Regions from separate parts of the Mus musculus genome. Here region 2 is linked to region 1. The links are chromatin contacts, called in public promoter capture Hi-C maps. All regions are on one chromosome and are shown on one strand. Each heading gives the region's core, a stretch centred on a gene start, on an enhancer-like site or on the middle of the called end of the contact. The rest is flanking DNA. Distances are from core to core; before and after follow the strand shown.

What was found. Promoter capture Hi-C pulls out the DNA fragments that hold promoters and counts their contacts.
Region 2: a contact with region 1 is called in a promoter capture Hi-C map of the HPC-7 cell line. The contact joins the enhancer-like site here to the promoter of Amdhd2 in region 1. A contact is called at or near these places in 11 of 39 promoter capture datasets (the C10 cell line, the HPC-7 cell line, HPC-7-derived erythroid cells and 8 more), 11 of 484 Hi-C or Micro-C datasets (CD4 T cells, CD8 T cells, bone marrow-derived macrophages and 5 more), 19 of 115 datasets of contacts at active chromatin or transcription factors (the 230-238 cell line, the HPC-7 cell line, the SCID.adh cell line and 14 more) and 4 of 9 other capture datasets (adipose tissue, liver, macrophages and 1 more).

The regions. Positions count from the first base shown.
Region 1 is chr17:24,162,278-24,165,214 of GRCm38.p6, forward strand. It overlaps Amdhd2 (amidohydrolase domain containing 2), which reads right to left and starts at 1,456. Exons shown (of 11, transcript NM_172935.4): 1 at 1,305-1,456; 2 at 919-1,055; 3 at 699-838. The coding sequence starts at 1,387. It overlaps Atp6v0c (ATPase, H+ transporting, lysosomal V0 subunit C), which reads right to left. Exons shown (of 3, transcript NM_009729.4): 2 at 2,422-2,605; 3 at 1,588-2,331. The coding sequence ends at 2,127.
Region 2 is chr17:24,328,632-24,331,568 of GRCm38.p6, forward strand. It overlaps Abca17 (ATP-binding cassette, sub-family A (ABC1), member 17), which reads right to left. Exons shown (of 31, transcript NM_001031621.3): 6 at 1-157. Among named protein-coding and RNA genes, the nearest start is that of Abca17, 21 kb to the right of the region's middle. Within about 2 kb of position 1,435, at least 2 of the 459 cell types and tissues checked have an H3K27ac peak or open chromatin away from gene starts, as enhancers often do. A contact at or near this core is called in the HPC-7 cell line, where this site is marked.

The DNA of each region.
Region 1 (2,937 bases), core at 206-2,705:
TTTTAAAGCAAGAGTTCAGGTCTAAGGGATAAACCCGCAGAGAACACATGAAGACAGCAACCTAAACAAGCTTCCTTAAAACTGGGAAAACTAGCCTGGCGTGGTGGCACACGCCTTTAATCCCAGCACTCGGGAGGCAGAGGCAGGCAGATTTCTGAGTTTGAGGCCAGCCTGGTCTACAAAGTGAGTTCCAGGACAGCAAGGTCTATACAGAGAAACCCTGTCTCGAAAAAACAAACAAACAAACAAAAACCGGGAAAACTGTGGGAGAACCTTACATGAAATTTGGAACAAGACAACAGACCTCCTGCTAAGATAGAAGGTGGAAGGGTGAGGACAGAAGCCAGTCCACAGCAACAGCAGCTCTTTCTGAAAGGCTTTTTCATGTGAGTCACACAGCATAAGCAGGTTAGGGAGGAAGAGCTAGACAAGAGACAATGGCTGTGGCAGAATTCCAGGCGACCTTAGTTCAGGAGACCCAGAGGCTGCCTACAGGGCGTTGGGAGGGCGTGGCAGATGAGAACCGGGGCAGGAAACGTGAGGACAACCGCACTGGCAGTTGCAGAGACCAGGCAGAACCCAACTGAAAGTGAGGCGGATCCCCCTCGGACCCAAGTCCAGGAAGCCCAGATTCGGGTGAAGGAAGTGGTCCTTTCCTGAGGGCCCCTTTGCTCAGGGGTAGAACGGCCTCATCTCACCTTGTGATAAACCTCTGGTGGGGAGGTGACCAGGGTGGGACAGAAGGAGGTGACACCGTGGGACAGGAGCCTCCGGGCCACTAGGGCGACCCCCGAACCCACGTCCTCCGTAGCCTTGGAGAAGTCAACACCAAATCCACCTGTGGCCACAGAAAACAAGGGGGGTAGCACAGTGCTCGGAGCTCCTGCCCTGGGTTCCCTGGCCCGAGCCAGGCCGCACCGTTGATCTGCACATCGATAAAGCCAGGCGCCAGGATGCGGCCTCCGCAGTCCCGCTGCTCATCAGCCACACGCCTCTCCTCAAAAAACAGCTTTTCTGGGTCCAGGATTCGGCCCCCGCGCACCCACAGATCCTCCCTGAGGGCAGAGTAGTAGGCACTTGGATCACCACCAGGCCCTGGAACCAAACCCTAGTTCTATCTCGCACCCAGCTTGTCCCTGCACCCACTATTCTTCTTGGTCCCGGCCACACACCCACGATAGTCCCGCCCTCCACATTCCTGCCCCTTTCAGGGCTTATGCCCTACACTATCCCCATCTCTGCACCCCGCACTGGCGTATCATCAGCTCTATACCCAGCCTAAGCCTGCACCATGCAGCCCAGACCTGAGGAGCGTGCCGCCACGCAGGATGCGGCAGTTGGTGAACTGGAGCACCGGGGCCCCCGCTGCGCACTGCCCGCTACGCATCGTGAGTCGCGCCGAACCCAGCAAGCTTTGGGCGCAAGCCGGCAGAGCCCGGAGCAGCCGTAATCGGAAGCGGGGCCAGGTCGCATCACGTGACTCTCAGCTGAAGGGGCTGTCACGTGGCCGCGGTGCTCACGTGGTGGCGACCACATGATGACAAACCCTGCCAGGCCCGCCCACAGAAGCGCCAGAACACAAGCCAGTCACATCCGAGAACTTTTATTGGACACAGCTGGGAGCCAGCTCTGAGGAGCAGTAGCACTCTATCCTCCACCCTGGCTGTTCAGGGCAGGGGGAAGGGTGGCTCCATCCAAGGAGTCTCAGCAACAGGAACCCCACAAGGCAACAGTCTACTAATGATTACTATATAGTTGGGAGACAGGAGCTGCTCCACAGACGCATGAATAGGTCAAATCTTTTATAAATAAACATCCAGTGAAGAGAAAAATGACAACTCTAGTTCATTCTTATACACAGGAGCACTCTAGGGCGATGGGTGGGGTAACCAGAGGCTGACTTCGTCACTGGTCAGGGGCCTGGGTGGGAGATGAGTGGGCCCGTATGTCCACAGCACGGTGCAGTAGGGGCAAGGCGGGGGCGACAGACAATGGGCACTAGGACACTGCACATTTACAAGACCAACTACTGAGGGGCAGCTGCCCGTGCATGTGTCAGGCTGTTCGTTCTGGAATGAGGAGGGGTGATCTTTACATCCTATCCTGTGACTGATGGTGGAAAAGGACTACTTTGTGGAGAGGATTAGGGCCACGATGAGACCGTAGAGGCCAAGCACCTCCGCAAAGATGAGGATCAGGATCATGCCCACGAACAGTCGAGGCTGCTGGGCAGTGCCCCGAACACCAGCATCTCCGACGATGCCAATGGCAAAGCCAGCAGCCAGGCCACTCAGCCCCACACTCAGGCCAGCACCCAGTTGAAGAAAACTCCTGGGGAGAGAAGAGACACAGGTTGTCAGCAATCTGCCTGTCCACAGGACAATGAAGCACTTCACCTGGGAGGAAAGGCCCAGCACTCACCTGTAGAGGGTGATGCCATCAGTCAGGGAGTTAGCGATAAGTACTGCCACCACCAGGCCGTAGATGGCGATGATCCCAGCCATAACCACTGGGATGATGGACTTCATGATCAGCTCTGGCCTCATGACTGACATGGCTGCGATGCCAGTGCCACTCTTGGCTGTGCCATAGGCGGCTCCCATGGCTGTGGGAGGAGAGAGTAAGTGAGCCCAGAGCAGCTTTTTCCATTCTGCTCCCCAGGTTCCCACCCATTACAAGAACTGAGGCGGGCAGCCAAGCAAGAGCAGCAGCCACTTCTCTTCCCACTAGCAGAGCCATACCTCCAACCTCCTGCTCTACTTCCGCCTGCAGTTCTTCCTGTGGTCATGGGGGCTCGTTTGCTGTGAAACCAGACTTTGTTCCCTAGCACTCCCCTTCCCTAGCTTGTGATCTCTGGCAACATAGTCACGTGGAAGAGGCGGCTGGGCCAAGGAGAGCCTTGCTCGAGACTCTGGCAATCCCTGTCCCACACCCTAA
Region 2 (2,937 bases), core at 185-2,684, 170 kb after region 1:
ACTAAGAATGGGTCCTGGATATGGGGCCCAAATGGGAATCTCTGCACCAAGACGTGGAGATCCTTGAACATGTTAAGTGCTGCTTTGGGGGCATGGTGCCGCATAATCGCTTTGTCTACGGCATGCTGTATGGCCAGGAAGCCTTCTTTGTTGTAGCCTACAAGAAAACAGAGTGTCAGGTGTAAGAAAGTAAAGATTGAAGACTGAAAAGACTGAAAATTCAGGTGGCTCCTGGCTAGTCGTTAAGACAGAAGCCAGAAGATGTCCCCAGAGACCTCATCAAACAGCATGGAGGACAGAGAGGGGCCACTCTGGAGGGCTGGGGAATGAAGCAATGATCAGAAAACAAATTCTGGCAGAAAAGACAAGGCATGTTCTATACAAGGATCTTCCAAGGTAGAGAACACCTTGTCCCTTCGCACTCTGGCTCTGTGGACAGAGCATCCACTCTACAGTATTTATTATCCAGTACATACAGGATGGTTAAACTCAATGCATTTGAAAGACACAGACTTCCTGATTGTGCTGACTGCTGCATAAAGAAAGGATTACATTCTTGTATTTTGCTGGCAAGCTACAAGCACTGTCCTTATCATAAGCAGCCCTCTTTTCAACAGTGTAGTGGTGTTCCAGCTTTCGATAAAAAAGATTGCACAGCAAGGATCCCTGGAATGATATCTGCTCTAGTTCCAAGCAAGGGCAAGCAGCCTTCAGGTAGGGGGATGTTATCCCTGTAGTAGAGATGACCACTATGTCCCATTGTCTAGATATGGGCAAACCTCCAGATCTGTCAAACTGAGAAAGGGAAGGACAAACTGATGGTTATTAATAACTTGGACAGCATCTTGGCTAATGCTACATACTCTTGTTTGTTTTGCAGGAGTGTTTCAGTAAACAATTACAGGATATTTTGTGGAATCAGGGTAGGAACTTGAGTACCGAGACTTGGGTTCCAGTTTGGCCTGCAGGCCAAAGGCTTCAAGACAATTGTGCAGTCATCCTATAGGGAGGTGTTGACAATACCTCAATTTTGGAAGAATAGTTAGTTGTTTAACTGGTGTCCATGTTTAACCTCTCACAAATAGGGCATCCAAGAAACCTAAAATGAACTGGAGAGCTTGCATCCTTCCTGTGAGAATTGGCTCCTGGGCCCTCACTCAGGAATCGTTTGCTCTGTGTGAAGGAAAGAGCCTTTCAGTGGTGTGCTGTGACTTCTCCACAAGTCTAGAGGTGTCAGAGAGGGAGCTGGGGGCTGTCATGGAGTGGCCAGGTCCAGGAAACTGGGAGCCAGGTGGGGACATCTACACTGTTAAATACAGTTATGTTCCTTTCCACAGCAGACAAGATGGCAGAAAGCAGTCACTAAGGAAGACTCCTTTACTCACGCTGGAAAGTTTCAGAAAGCCAGCAGAGCTTCCTGCAGAGAATGCTGAGTCACAAGCCAGCTTCAGAGTCCTGTAGGACATAGGAGCTTCTAGGAATGCCTTACCTCCTGAGTTTAAGGCTACCTGCTTATCCTTAGCAAAATAGGGAGGGGACGTGCCCTTTCTCAGGAAATGAGAAAGATGTTCCCAGAGACCTCATCAAACACCATAGAGGATAGAGAGGGGCCTCTGGAGGGCCGGGGAATGGAGCAATGATCAGAAAACAAATTCTGTTGGGGGATTTTGGGGTGTTTGTTTGTTTGTTTGTTTGTTTTCATTTTTCTAGGCAGGGTTTCTCTGGGTAGCCCTGACTGTCCTGGAACTTACTTTGTAGACCAGGCTGGCCTTGAACTCAGAAATCTGCCTGCCTCTGCCTCCCAAGTGCTGGGATTAAAGGCATGCGCCACCACTACCCAGCAGAAAACAAATTTTGGCAGAAAACAAATTTTGGCAGAAAACAAATTTTGGCAGAAAAGACAAGGCATGTTCTATACAAGGATCTTCCAAGGTAGAGAGCACCTTGTCCCTTCACACTCTGGCTCTGTGGTATTTATTATCGAGTACATACAGGATGTTTCCTGAGAAAGGGCACTTCCCCTCCGTATTTGGCTAAGGATAAGCAGGTAGCCTTAAACTCAGGTGAGGCATCTCTAGAAGTCCTATGTGTATTCCCTCCTCCAGAAAGGGAAACGAAGGAGTGGGGATTGGCACAGCCAGCTAGGACCATGAGATCTCAAGGAAGAAGCTGCCGCTATTCCCTCCACCCACCCACCCCAGTTGCGGGTGGGCAAGGTGGATGGAATTAGAACTTAAGAGAGACCTAAAGATTCAGAAAGAGCAAGTAAGATCAAATGAAGCCTTAACTAACACAGGGGTCAAGCAGGGTCATGCAGGGGCCATGTGTTCAGAACTCCCATTCCCCACTGCTGCCACTGTCCCCATGTGTGTGGAAGATAGAGGCCAACTTTTAGTGTTGTCCCTGAAGAGCACTAAACCTTGTTTTTGAGACAGGGTCTCTTGCTGGGACTGGGGGTAGATGATTAGGCTAGGCTGACCAGGGAGCCCCAGGAATCAGCTGGCCTCTGCCTCCCATTGCTGAGATTATAAACGTGGCATCACACCCAGCTTTTCACAGGAGCCCTGGGGACTCAGCTCAGGTTTTCAGCTTGTGGAGCGGCACTACACCAGCTGGACCATCTCCCTAGCCCCAGGTTCAGGAATTCTGGAGGCAGAGCCTGGAGATATCCCCCAAAGCAGGAGTGGAATATTTAAAGTGACTCAGGCAGGCAGAGAGGGAGGTCTGCAGCAGTGCGTATAGCCGATGTTCCTCCATCATCAAATTTAAGGGAAAGTAGAAATTACAAGAAGTAATTTATTGGGTATTTACTGGGTAGTGAATGAGGCATGTTTAAACAAGATAAATGTGTTAAGGCCTAGAGAGAATGTTAAAGCCTAGGTAACTGCTACCTGGCTAACCTGCCATTTATTTTGTGCTGTTACTAATATTATAAGG